3 separate regions of the Arabidopsis thaliana genome follow, and regions 1 and 3 are each linked to region 2. A link is a contact called in public capture Hi-C data. All regions are on one chromosome and are shown on one strand. The core of a region is the stretch at or near the end of the contact, and the rest is flanking DNA. Distances in the headings are between cores, read along the strand shown. Region 1 holds the start of AT1G08297 (a long non-coding RNA gene). Region 2 holds the start of ALA3 (aminophospholipid ATPase 3). Region 3 holds the start of ARL2 (ARG1-like 2).

Region 1 (4,350 bases), core at 675-3,174, 120 kb after region 2:
TTGAAAGACAGAAGACTGATGTTACTGTCTTACTGATACACTTGCAGAAGGTAAAACGTGGAAAGAATAGTCTTAGTTTATCATTTTGAAAGATACAAACAATAGTTTACCAAATTAGTATTCTGGCAGTAAGTTGAATATTTTTAACATAAATTAAGAAAGCGAACAACTAGTTATTATTAATAACAAAAATCCAAAATAAAGAAAAGTGGTCCAAAATTTTTGGATCAAGACAAATATATTTCATTCACTCTGAACTATAACTAGCCACAAAGAGTTGAGCATGATATGACTTGTAGCCCAAATTATCGTGGAAGAAAATAGCTCTATATTGTATACACATATCACAAGATTCCCTTCCTATATGTGTTAACATCACTTAATTTTTAATATGTCTGGACTCTAACTCATAATTGACAATTCACAAAAAAAGGAAGGTAAAACAGTCTACATATACAAAATATTGTTGTATACGGCAGGTAAATATATACTTATTTAAATTTTAAACTCTTATCAGAACTTTAAACTGAACTAGATTAACATTAAATAAACTAGTTAGTGTTTTTTAATTTCTATAAAAAACATCTTGTGTTATGCTAAAAAGCTTTCTTTATTTTTGCTTTGTATATTTGCATATTCCATGGAATTTATGCATGTTTTGAAATGAAGATGGGTTTGATGAGAAGATAGAATAGAAGAGGATATTGCCTACACTGTGACCATGTCTCCCATGTGCCATCCTTTCTGTAAAGAAAATGGAAAATTAAAACAAATACTATATTTTATGCTAAGCAAAGCAAATCAAGTGCTTTGACATTTGAAATGACATATTGATTTTTGTAATCCAAAAAATTATTAAATTAATAAAGTGTTGAAAACTATGCGAGGGTATCTTTGCCCAAAGTCCTTGGTTGGTTGTTAGGGAGAAGAAATGCTTACCAAAGTATATATCACTAAGCTTTCTTTGGCCCTTTGAGGAGGACAATGCACTAGCCACCTTACTACTATTATGGATACCTATACCACAACTAATGTTTCATTCATATGAAAACATACTTTCCAATAATTTCCATTACCATTATTTTTTTATATAGGTATAAAAGAAAACTGGCATTGTGTCTATAACTAATAGTTTAATATTGGTGAAGGTTCGAATCTTTTTAGTTTTTTTTTTTATCAGGACGCTTTTACAAACCCTTTATAAATAATATTAACTTATAGAACTTTCGAAAAGAAACAAAATTGAGGTAGTTAAAAATAACTATGGTATTTTTGAAACACAAAAGTAAAAAATTGGTAGCTTATACAAATTGTCTCATAGGTGTTTTAAAAATCTGAGTTTTAAACACATTGGTGCAATGGTCGAATGAAAAAGAAAAAATATATATATATAAAGCGAAAAGGAAAACTAAAAGCAAGAATCAAATCAAAAAAAAAAAAGAGTATGAGAAAAAGGAAAAAGTAAGAAGATAGTTGTGGAAGTGATGGATCCAATTATAAGTGTCTCTATCTTAAAAAAAGACCCCACATTAAGAGATCTCAGTCATATTGTCCTCCAACCCATAGGAGCTTTAAGATGTTTGTTACCTCTTTTCCTTTTCTCTATCATTGTTTGTCCCTTTCATAGATCTATTGATTTCACACTCTTATATCATCATTTCCCCACCTCTTTCTCTCTACCCACGAGTATGTTACATCTTGATGATGATCCATCATAAACCCGAGGTTAATCTTCGTATTAACAATTCCGATTTGCAGTCCTTTTTTTTAAAAGTTTATCGTATATGTGGGTTTGAATTTTATAGGTAATGAATCCAGTTAATCTTTAATGTTTTGTATACTTAATAAAACCAAATATATGCCTTAGAGCCTTTAAAATGAGTAGTTATAAAAGTATCTACAATTGAATTCTTGTACACTATAGATGGTTCATAGTTCCTCCTCTAGCTCTATGCATAGCAATTACACACTATACAACGTACACAAGTACGTACACATATTTCAGTATGATATGTATATGTATGTGTGTGTGTGTGTAGCAATATCTCTTTAGGTGGACACCGTTGGTGTCGCGCATGACTTTGTAGATTCCAATAATGTTTTGATGAGTACTGTTTCGAATCTCATACTTAATATTGTTCCTGCTGTCATGCACAAATGAAATAACAGTTATCTTTAAATAATATTTTGATAAATCTCTCCTTCACACGATGATAAATTTATTAATGCTTCGTGGACCAACTTCGTTTCAGAGTTGTCTAATTCATATATTGAAATTTACGGAAAGTGGGTGTTCTCCAAAATTTTTGATAAATCGCTTTCTCTTTTTGACCTTATAAGCCAAATAAAGTTAACTTTTAATGTGTTATTTTCCTTGTTTAAATTAAAAGATCAACAAATTTTTCGGTTTTAAGAGCATCTCCATTAGTTTATATACTCCTATAGATATCTCAACACAAGAATATTAGTATTTTATATAGTTTAATTATATATTTAATTTTTTATTATTTTAATTTAAGATAAGAACCAATTAGGAAAAGACAAGTGTAGTATACAACTATACATAGGTTCTCAAATAAGAACCTCTCTCTATCTCCTTCATTTTTTTTTCATTATTCTAGTGGGAGAGTATCTCATTGAGATACCCCAATGGAGATGGCCTAAATAATCTGATTATGCATAAAGAAGTTTCCTTTAACTTAAAAATAAATAAATCATTTAACCTTTTTTGTGGGAATGTTACAAAAGATTAGAAAAAATGTAAAAGTTAGTATTATACCATCTTGTAAAATCATAGAGATATTTGTAATAAAAACAAAAATACTCCTACATTAATACGAAAAAAACTTGCTGACTTAAAATCCAAGTAGAATATCTTATACGTCATTTTAGGGGATTTATTTTTGTTAATTGAAAGCATAAATTATTTTAAGATCGGAAGTCTTGGGAAAATACTTCATTCACAAACTACACTCTTAAATAGACAGTGATAAAAGCAAACTTAATCATTGTAAAAATTATATACATGAAATATCTAGTTTTTATGTAAACTGTAATACTAATAAACTGTAAGTTTTGATGAAGTTCACTGCCAAATATGTCTAAAGATGATCTCATTTCTTAATTTAAAGAAAGAGTATGTGTTTTCAAGAATAATTGTAAATAACGTTTTGATTTGTTTAAGCTTAACTGTCTTAATTAAATTATATAGCTAAAAGAGAAGGAGGACAAGAAAGGCTTTCACGTGATGCTTTGGGAGTTTTAACATCTGCAGCTAAGGTTCATTTCCTTACTGCCTTTCTTACACTTGACCAACTTCTTGTCCACAATAAGACCTCTCTATCATTCTGTTTCAAACCACTTTATTTTCTGTGTTTTCTTCTTCCATTCGAATTGCTAAAAGTATACTAATAGAGCTTATTTATGTTTAAATATCGACCAACTTTTCTCATCAGTCTTAGATTTTTATCTATATGTTTTTAGTATATGAAATTGTGAAAACTACTATTCTTGTATGCTCCAATCACCATATAATATTTATTTGTTTTTGTAAGGTTTTCTTGTATTAAATTTGTACTAATTTTTCTTATATTGAGAGAACCAAAGGATTATTAACTTATCATCAGAAAATTTGAAATTTTTTTTTTTTAAAATGAACAGTATAGCACTATGTTGTGCATCGAAACTTAGAATAATCCAAAATGTGTGTAATACATAGTTGGAAATGTTTCACTCTTTCTTTTGTCCACTAGATTTAAGTGGACAGCTCATTTATTTAACTTTTAAAATCGGATCTCATGGAGAATAATCCTAAAATTACCGGCTAGAAAAACTGGCGCAGTAGCATATGAGTTATGACTCGATCGTACTTATTCTCTCTCACCCAAATGTATATGCTAATAATATATATAAAACGTGTATCATGATATTGCACCAAGGAGAGTGGTGAGGGTCGTCGCAATCGAATACTAATTAAGCATTGCCCTTTACCATATATAAGTCGAGCTACTTTGTCAGCTGAGATTCACTTATCTTGTTTGGTCTATTTTTACATGGAAAATAGACAATTAAAATGTAATTATTATGCCTCAAGTGCACCTTAAACACGCATATCTATATATAGATGCACGACACTATTTTAGATACTGTACGAAGTAACTTCTTTTTATGAGATAAATTCACCTTTTTGAACTCTACTAGTAACTTAACTTTTTAAGATGTAAACGTAAAGACCATTGAACAAGAGAACAATAGCATTGTGTATCAAAACAAGTCATCATAAGTTAACAATCAGTCGTATCAAGAGCTGTTGTTTTCTTTTGTATGTTAGGCCAAATACTATACCAATCT
Region 2 (4,703 bases), core at 1,494-3,993:
ACGATTTGATCAAAGTTTCGTCTTCTCTCTCTCTCTCAAAAGATGGCTCCTCGTCAGAAGAAACCTAACAAGTCTGATGATGATGATGATTTGCGTAGGAAGAAACAGAGCTTTTTCAAACAGAGATTTCCAGGCTTTAAGAAGAAAGCCTCTGAGCTCTCTGTTCTCTGCGGCAACTCTGTCGGTTTCATCTGTTACGGTCCCGACAGCGATCTTCATGTTTGGCCTCAGTCTCAAGATCATAACCCACAAGCCCTACATGAGATCGTTGCCAAGTTCAATGCCTTGAGTGATGAGAGGAGGAAGAATCATGCATGTGATCTCAATGACTTCCCTCATCATCTCAAGGGTTTGTCTCGTGAGGAGTTAAGGAAGCATCTCCTTCACCTTGACTCTCAATTACTTGGAGTCAGGGAACAAAAGATAGAAATTCTTAAGAAGACGCTCACGGGTTCTTCCGAAAAAGATGGTGCTAGGGTTTCAGAGAACTCGGCCATCTCCGATCACAAGTTGAAGATAGAGCCTCATTTGAAGGATATATTGTCGGAAGATCATCTAATTAGGGTTTCAGATAAGAAGCTGGGTTCGTGTGATGTATTTGACGAGTTGGCTTACGTGGTCCGCGGGTCAAGGAATTTGAACGAGAATGTTTCCAAGTACGAATCAAAAGATGCAGATAACACGGGACTGGATCATCTTGTAACTTTAGGCGGTGATTATCTTCAGGAGGCGGCAGCAGAACTTTACCAAACTTACAATCTAGGGAATTTTTGTGATGATCATGTTTGGGATCTGGAGTTTGCCTCAAGACTACCACTACTTCATACTTTTAGCGATCCTCTCATGACCACCAATACTTGCCAAACGATGAGCACCGATATGATTTCAATTTGATAACTTGATGACTACGTTAGTGAAACATGTTTCTTTCACCTTTTCTCGGTGATTGATCATTTTTTAGTATCTAAACTTGTATGTTTGCTCCAACACAAATCTATTTTTGTAAAGTTTTGGTAGTGTTTTCTTGTTTATTATTGATTAATCAAACTTTTCCTTTCTTTCTGTTACTTAAATGCTGGGCTTGATAGTAGTATAAGAAATTTGTCCACAAAGCACACCGCAAAGTTCCAAAAGCTAAAACCCTTGTACCTTGGAGTCTCTGCATGTGAGAAAGGAATATGAGAGTTAAAAAGAGTTTTTTCGTAAGACACCAAATCATCTACAATGACGATGAGCGCAACTTTCTATCAGTGAGCTTGCAAGCTAGCGTTCTTGACTTCAGAAATGTGATTATGATTAATAGTTGAGTTAATCTTCCTTACCAACTTTAAAGAAAGAAAACAATCACTATGTCATACATTCTTCAGGGGTTAAACATGTCGGATATGAAAGTAACCAAAAGAATCCTCATTGAGATAAGCAAGTAATACCTTCCAACCTGCGAAATTGTTCTTGTCTGGTGATTCTAAACAGAAAGAATCTTATTCTTGTTTTAGCTCTTTTGTTCTAGACTAGACACTAGTGAAAGTGAAATTTCAAGAAAGGTTACAGGATCATACCTTTTGTTTGGTGGAAACAGAGGATTCTGAAATTCCTGGCTGTGGTCACATACATACATCAATCACATATTTACTAGTTTCTAATGAGAAAGTTCAGCTTGGATTCAGTTCATCTTCTCTCATCTTTAAGGTCCGAACTATGTCCAAACTTTGGCAATATATTTCAACAAAGACTCTAACATTCTTATATGTGAGTATGTGACGTTGTATCTCAGTAACTTGCTCATCCAACTCTCTGCGAATATTCAGATTCTTGATTCAGGAGCTCCCAAAACTTCGGAATTCCAAATGACGTACACAATTGCCTAAAACACAAGTCTCCTGCTTAACCATGAATAGTTGAGTGAATCAAAATCTCACTGAACAACGTTGTACAAGAAATCAAAGTTCACGATCAAACTTACAAGCATATCCATGAAGATAAATGAGCGAAAACTAATTACTTGGCGTATATATCAGTTTTGACGTTTGGAGCTGGGAAGAAAAATGAAACTGCAAATCAAATAATGTCACCACATTAAATTATTTCTGATCGTGTCATTATTCAACTGATAGCTGTTATTATTTCTGGTCAACCTCTTATTTGTTGTCTCTTAGTAAAAGTTTTCTTCTAGATTGAACAATGTTTTAAAATTTTGACAAGAAGAAAAATTAATTGTTTACCGATTTAAAGACAAGAAAGATCTAAGTTAGTGTATATTTAATTAATGCAGCTTTAGTTTTTTTTGTTATTTGGTATTTTGTCAACAATTTTTTTTTTATAATATAATGTTCATTCCACGATCTTCGGAATTGTGCACATCCGTCGTTCACCAACATAATTCAAAGGAACCAGCCAATTAAACTTAGAAAAATATTGATGCCCATGTCACAACAACGAAGACCGTTGAAACGACGGTGTTTTACACAGCCAACGAACAAGTCCAGCATGGCGGTTTTTGAGAACCAATAAGAAATTAAATGTATTGTTTACTCTCTAGAGTAAATTTATTAATTTTTAAAGAATTCATAATATTCCATAAATTAATAAGTTTACTAGCAACAAAAAGGTCTGAAGTCTGTATCTGACGATCACGCGGCCTAATTGCGCGTGGCAATTTCTTCAACGCGGATTTTTTTTTTCCTGCCATTTCTTGCATCAACGCGGATTAAAAAAAAAAAAAAAAGTGTTTTCGGTAATAACCCGAAAGAGAAAATACGTATCGGAAAAAATGCAAAATTTTCAAAAACATTTAATTTTAATTTTAATTTCAAGCCAAATTCGGGAGCGACTTTCCAAAGACGAACAAAGCCATTGAAACGGAAGAGAAGGCTGCTCCTTTGGTCCTCTCTGTTTCTACCGTCGATTCAGATCTCTGCCTCTCGCAATCGAATCAATTTGTGTAACGAATCGACGCGAATTATAGTGGTGAAGAAGTCGACAATTCGATTGTTGTGTAAGTTGACGAGAGGATTGGATCGGTGTGAATTCCTCCTAAATGGTTCGATCGGGTAGTTTTAGCGTCGATTCTTCGGCGACTCATCAACGGACTCCGTCTCGAACGGTTACGTTGGGTCATATTCAACCACAGGCTCCGACTTATCGTACCGTTTATTGTAATGATCGGGAATCTAATCAACCCGTCCGGTTCAAGGTACACCGGAGTCAATTGATGTCGTGTATTGTTTCTGAATCGATTAGGAGATATGTGCATTGGAATTTGTGCTGTTTGGATTCATCGATCTGATTTTTTCTCTATTTTTTGTTTAGTCTGATGAATGTTTGATTAATTGTTTCAGGGTAATTCGATTTCTACAACAAAGTATAATGTTTTCACATTTCTGCCCAAGGGTCTGTTTGAACAGGTAAATACGCTTGGTTTATCTTTGTTGCTTGGATCTAGACTAGTGAAGGGTTGTTAGTTTAGCTCCAGCATGTTATTTAGGAGTTCGTCTTTTCGGAACCCGAGAAGTTAAAATGTGAAATTTTCCTATGGAATTAGGATTAGAATCGTAAATGAAGTGACAGCTGATGTACATTTCCAACATTCGCAGTCCTTCCACAAGATTTTTCTGTTATTTTTAATCTTAGTTATAATGTGTTTCCTGACAGTTTAGGCGCATAGCGAACATATACTTTCTTGGAATTTCGTGTCTATCAATGACACCAATAAGGTACGTTAAATCCAAAAGCTGTGTTATAATGTGTTACTATTCATATAACACTCTTGTTCTGGTTTGATGGAGATTTTGCTGATTAATTTATGAATGATAGATGCAGTTATTAACTAGATAGATTTTTTTTGTCCTGCAGTCCTGTGAGTCCAATAACAAATGTAGCTCCACTGTCAATGGTGCTTCTTGTTTCTCTGATTAAAGAGGCTTTCGAAGACTGGGTAAGCTCGTCTGTTTTTCCTTTGCAGCAATATCCCATTTCTCCTTGTTTTAGAATATAATTGTCTCAGCGCTTGAATAATCTGTGCAAGTTAGTAGATGCGTTGGAGTCTCAGGACTCATTTGCGTCTCAACTACTAATTTTTTCTGCTGATAATCTGGTGCAGAAACGGTTTCAAAATGATATGTCCATAAATAATAGCACAGTGGAAATCTTACAAGATCAACAGTGGGTATCTATTCCGTGGAGAAAGTTGCAAGTTGGAGATATTGTCAAGGTTAGTCTTTCGTTGCTCTAAAAGAGGTGAATCTATTCATGATTAGAGTCATTAGACAAAATTCACTTTGGTTACTTTTATCTATTGCTGTGTGTTTCAATGCATTTTTGGCATATATGTTTAGTTGTTTCCTGTTTGTAGGGCCTGCATTATAGTTGTTCTATTAGACTTCCACTACCTATATGTCTGTTATTGTACTGCAGTCAGCTACTGCTTTCCACCGTGATAACTTCTTCCCAAATTCTAGAGGCCAGCAAAGCATGATTTTTGTCAACTATTTTCTCATTTTTTCCTGGCGTTCTGTTAGGTTCTGAACTTTAGTTACCATTATGGTTCGTCAAGAATTTTTAGAACAGAGAGATAGATATAGATAGAGACCCACTTCTCAACCCAACCCCAGGATCCACCTAAGGTCATCTGCCTTTTTTTTTTACTTTCTTGGTACTTATACCACCGGCTGAGCTTGCTAATACAATCAGGATACTAACAGCAC
Region 3 (4,705 bases), core at 593-3,092, 69 kb after region 2:
ATCACCCACCATCAATCCATCATGGATCGATCATCCATTTAGGGACCTATTTACGTTTGATTTTTTTTTTCCTATAACTTTCTTTAATAAGGACAACAAGGCCAAGATCTTCATCGTGTGTTTCGTGTGTCTCAAAATCCCTCTAAACTTTTTATTGTAGTTTGGTGAGACTTGTTTGGTGGTGCTGATGATGATGAGAGAGAGAGAGAGAGAGAGCGCGCGAGGAAATCATGGCTGGTAAACAGAAGAAGAGACATGATGATTACTGATTGAAATATTATATATGTACACCATTGAAATAAGTTATAAAAGTGTCGTAAATCGTCAAAAGAATCAGTAGTATATATCTACTCTATATGATCTATATACACCATTCATATATAAAAGAATCACAAGTATGTTATTGAGGATGTGTGTCAATGAAGCCCTACGAGAAAGGTCTGTGCACTACCAAAAAAGAGACACATAGTTTGTTTGAGTTTTTTTATTGGGTTCATTTGTTAAATTTATATCCATAAATACCTCCTTGAGGTATAGCCGTACAGGGTTTTTTTGCAGTTCAAGATATGGCATTTGTATGAAACTTATATACCCGCCAAAAAAAACATACCTAGGTCACCCGTGGGTATTTTTTGATTGGGACAAACTGGCTGTAGGGAAAGAAAAAACAGACAACGTTAGGTGCCTTGTCTCTCAAATCACTTATCAGGACTCAGGAGCAATAATTTGTTCGAACCAATTGTACGTTGTAACATCTAAATGGGTCCATAACAATCAGATAATAAAATTTTATCATCTTTCTTAATTTATTTATTTCCAAATAACTTTCTTTATCATGTTTCTTAATTACGTTGATGCATGTTTAGATAGCCGAAACAAATCACTATTACTTTGATTCTTATTATTTATTTATCAATTTCTGGATTCATGACATTTGAAAAACTAAATGATGTATTACTGTGCATTTGCAATTCAATCGATCTTAAAGTCTTAAAATCAACTAGACGATAAAACGGTCTATTTCCCTATAGAACTAGATATATATACTATGCATTGTGATATAGAATTAAGAGATTACTGTTTCTTTGGATGTATGATCTTTTATCAGAATAAACTTCTTATTTTGTCTTCAGAAATAATCTTGACTTCGATCAATCATTATTTCGTAAGCGATAAAAACTTCTGATTATCTACCAAAAAATGATTTCAATATATTGTGACATTGTTGCAATACGATAACCACAAACTCATATTCATAGGGAAATGTTTTAACAAACTTTGTTACAAATTCATCTACTTACAACGTGATGCTCAATCATTGATATACATTATAAAAAGAATTATTATCTTAAAATAGTATCAACATAAGACAACATGCTCGATCGAGATAATACATGTGCCAGCGCAGTCCATAGTCGTCAGAAAAAGATCAACATCAAATACTTTTTAGGCTTATCGCGCACTTTTCACTTTAAGAGGTTATTGTGATTACACTTTACGTATTGAACCTAAATATCAATTTCACAGTTGGAAGTTTACAAAAATAATGCCAGTGTCGATCCTAGGATGATGCGAAACCAAAAGATGATGTTACATATATATACACATGCACATTTAGTATTCTGGTTATCAAGATAAGGATGAAAAGACTAATTAAACCAAAGCAGTGTCTATGACATTGCAAGCATTCTCCAACCCATAAGACAAAATTGATTCTACAAACTTTCATATCATCAGAATCTATGAAATGAATCAACAACTATCACATCTCAGCAGCAAAGTTAAAGGACTTTCCACATGATCTATATTTATAAGGGTATCGTTAAGATCTTCTCACATGTGTGGCACGTGACATATTTAATATTCTTGATGGGCTTTTCTGTTTTTTATGGGCCTTTTCGAATTTCAGGGTTTTAAATAAGTTAGAAATTAGATAAATAAAAAACAAATTAGCAAAAAATAACGAAGTGTCTCGTCTCTTCTCTCTTGTCTTCTCCAGATCAGTGTTTGTGGGGTTTTCCCAATGGAGCTTCTTCTCTCATTGTCTCTCCTCCTGGGGTTTTGGTGTAACAACAATCCTCAATTCACGAGGCATGAATCATTATTCTCCCCATTTGCTTATTCTCTGGCTAGAATCCCCAGATTTTACTGTATCGACTTTGGGAATTTAACTGGAGAACCATTTCCACTCAAACTGGGAAACAAAAACCTGTTATTGAACAATGGCCACTCATTCATCGAGATCGGAGAATAAAGACGCCGGAGAAGAAGATGAGCTCCGACGAAGGAACCCTTATGAAGTCCTTGGCATCCCCAGCAATTCGACTGATCAAGAGATCAAAAGTGCTTATCGGAGAATGGCTCTCAGGTTTTTCAAAAAGATTGAAACTTTGCGTTGATTAAGATGCAATTTAGGTTTAGAATTGATTTAAGAGGTTTAGAATTTGTGCGAGTGTTGTATCTGTGTTAAAGTTGATTACTTGGTGGTTACATGTACTGAAGTTTGGTTCTTCAGGTACCATCCTGATAAGAATCCAGACGACCCGGTTGCAGCAGAGATGTTTAAGGAAGTTACATTTGCTTATGAGGTCTTGTCTGATCCTGAGAATCGGCGTCTATATGATACTACTGGCTCTGAGGTGAGAATTTCAGACAATTCCTGAGTTTTAACATCGCTGGTTGGTTTGCAAAGTTAGCATTGAAGAGAATATTATATAATGGGAAAGTTTGGAATTGAATAGTTTAGCATTAGAGTAGCGGCCATGCTAAATTACCTAAGGCTATAGTTTCTAGTTCTTCTTTAGATGACCCTTTGTTCATAATCATTTGCGATTTGATATCTAAGTTTTATTGATTCACATGGGATGTAGGCTGTGGGTCCGGAAAATGAAGACCTAGAGCTCGATCTGTCAAGCTTAGGAGCTGTTAATACTATATTTGCTGCATTGTTCAAGTGAGTTTCGTAGACTTGCTCTATTCTCTGTTTTTTCATTCTTCTTGGTTCTGAAAGAGAATGTTATCAATTGTTTTACTTTTGTTTGTGAGATAACTTCGAAACTTGACTATTTTTGTCCTCCACAGTAAGCTTGGTGTGCAAATTAAGACAACTGTTTCTGCAAATTTATTGGGGGAGGCGTTGAATGGTACGGTTACTACTTTGCCTCTCATGGTTGGGCAAGTCGTGTCCAGGAAGGTATGATAATGAGAGTCTTAATGTGGATTTGTCATCTGTAACATATTTTCTTCTTTGCATTAATGTGGATTTGTCATCTGTAACATATTTTCTTCTCTAACAGGTTGAAAAGCAATCGGCTCACTTTTATTCGGTTACGTTAACAGAGGAAGAAGCTCAGGATGGATTGATATGTAAGGTGCATTCATCTGCTAAAAACAAATTCAAGGTTCATTTTCCCAAACTCTTACCTTGCGTGCTCAAGAATCTCGTAGCTGTTTTTCCTGTTCTGTATTTTACCTCTGATTCCTTTTGCTTTCCAGTTGCTTTACTTTGACCAAGTAGAGAATGGAGGACTGAGCTTGGCCCTACAGGTATGAAGTTTTATACTATTAGTTTGTTGAGTAACTAACTTCTTGTCACATCTCCGGATTACATCATAGAGTGGTTTGATCAGATTTGTTTTATACTTTGCTATTCTCATTAACCTGTAACGTGGCATCCGGTCGAATCATCATGGCTTTGAAGCTTCTTTCGGTTTCTAAATAGTATTTTATTTTCCTCCATTCTGCAAAAGGAAGACAGCAGGAAAACAGGAAAGCTCTCGACTGCAGGGTTGTATTTTTTCGGCTTCCCTGTTTATCGTTTCGATCACAGGGTTAATTCAGTTAATTATTTTCTCTACCCTCTTAAGCTAAACACGTTTATTTTCTTCTTCTGATTACCATGTACTCAGTTTTCACTCTTCTGCACGCAGAGGGCTCTCTCAAGGGATCCAGAGACCGGATTTTTCAAAAGGCTTGATGCATTCCAACCGTTTGAGATCACTGAACTTAAAGCTGGTTCTCATGTCTTTGCTGTTTATGGTAATGTTTGTTTTATTTGCTTACAGGATTCAAGGAATTTGTAGTCTACTCTATTAGAAGTAAAGTAACCTCACTTGGTGTCATATTTCTCTAGGTGACAATTTTTTCAAAAGTGTGAGCTACACTCTAGAAATATTCTCATCTGCTCCATTCGGTAACGAGAAAGAGAGTCTTCGGTCCACTGAAGCGCAGATAGTCTCAAAAAGAACAGAGCTATTGAAGTTTGAAGCTGAATATCACGAGGTCTTTGCACAATTCACAGAAATGGCTAGCAAATGCACAGGGGAAGTACAAGAGGTGAGAGACAGCTTACAATATCACCCCGTTTTCTCCTGTTTTCTTGATTACATAATAAACAAGTAACTTAGATTTGTTTTGTTTGCAGATTGATGAGCTTCTAAAGAGGAGGAATGAGATATGTGCGGCTTACACAATCTTCCCACCAACGAAGCAAGGTTCAAGCAAGAGCAGAAGCTGGAGCAAGAAGAAGAGCAGTCTTTTAATGGAACCTAGAGAAGAAGGAGAAGTCGCAGTTAGGGAAGAAGGTGGAGTCAAGAAGAAGAAATGGTACAATATTCAGCTGAGGCAAGACAAGAAAAAAAACTGAAGAGACTACTGCAATCTTGAGTTTTCTTCAGGCACATAGCTATGTTCGAGAAACGATATA

What was found. Capture Hi-C pulls out chosen DNA fragments and counts their contacts.
Region 1: a capture Hi-C map of seedling shows a contact between it and region 2, with 2.0 times the contacts expected there. A contact is called at or near these places in 1 of 26 Hi-C or Micro-C datasets (rosette leaf) and 1 of 3 other capture datasets (seedling).
Region 3: a contact with region 2 is called in a capture Hi-C map of seedling, with 1.6 times the contacts expected there. A contact is called at or near these places in 5 of 26 Hi-C or Micro-C datasets (root, rosette leaf, seedling and 1 more) and 2 of 3 other capture datasets (root and seedling).

Annotation. Positions count from the first base shown.
Region 1 is chr1:22,126,947-22,131,296 of TAIR10.1, forward strand. AT1G08297 (a long non-coding RNA gene) reads left to right here and starts at 1,925. Exons shown (of 1, transcript NR_139405.1): 1 at 1,925-2,255.
Region 2 is chr1:22,008,562-22,013,264 of TAIR10.1, forward strand. It overlaps ALA3 (aminophospholipid ATPase 3), which reads left to right and starts at 2,744. Exons shown (of 27, transcript NM_104675.3): 1 at 2,744-3,193; 2 at 3,339-3,404; 3 at 3,652-3,713; 4 at 3,853-3,934; 5 at 4,100-4,210. The coding sequence starts at 3,038. AGL50 (AGAMOUS-like 50) reads left to right here. Exons shown (of 1, transcript NM_104674.2): 1 at 1-894. The coding sequence starts at 43. The coding sequence ends at 894.
Region 3 is chr1:22,078,847-22,083,551 of TAIR10.1, forward strand. It overlaps ARL2 (ARG1-like 2), which reads left to right and starts at 1,843. Exons shown (of 9, transcript NM_001333872.1): 1 at 1,843-2,368; 2 at 2,516-2,639; 3 at 2,871-2,953; 4 at 3,082-3,193; 5 at 3,297-3,401; 6 at 3,496-3,546; 7 at 3,750-3,839; 8 at 3,930-4,038; 9 at 4,133-4,705. The coding sequence starts at 2,223. The coding sequence ends at 4,401.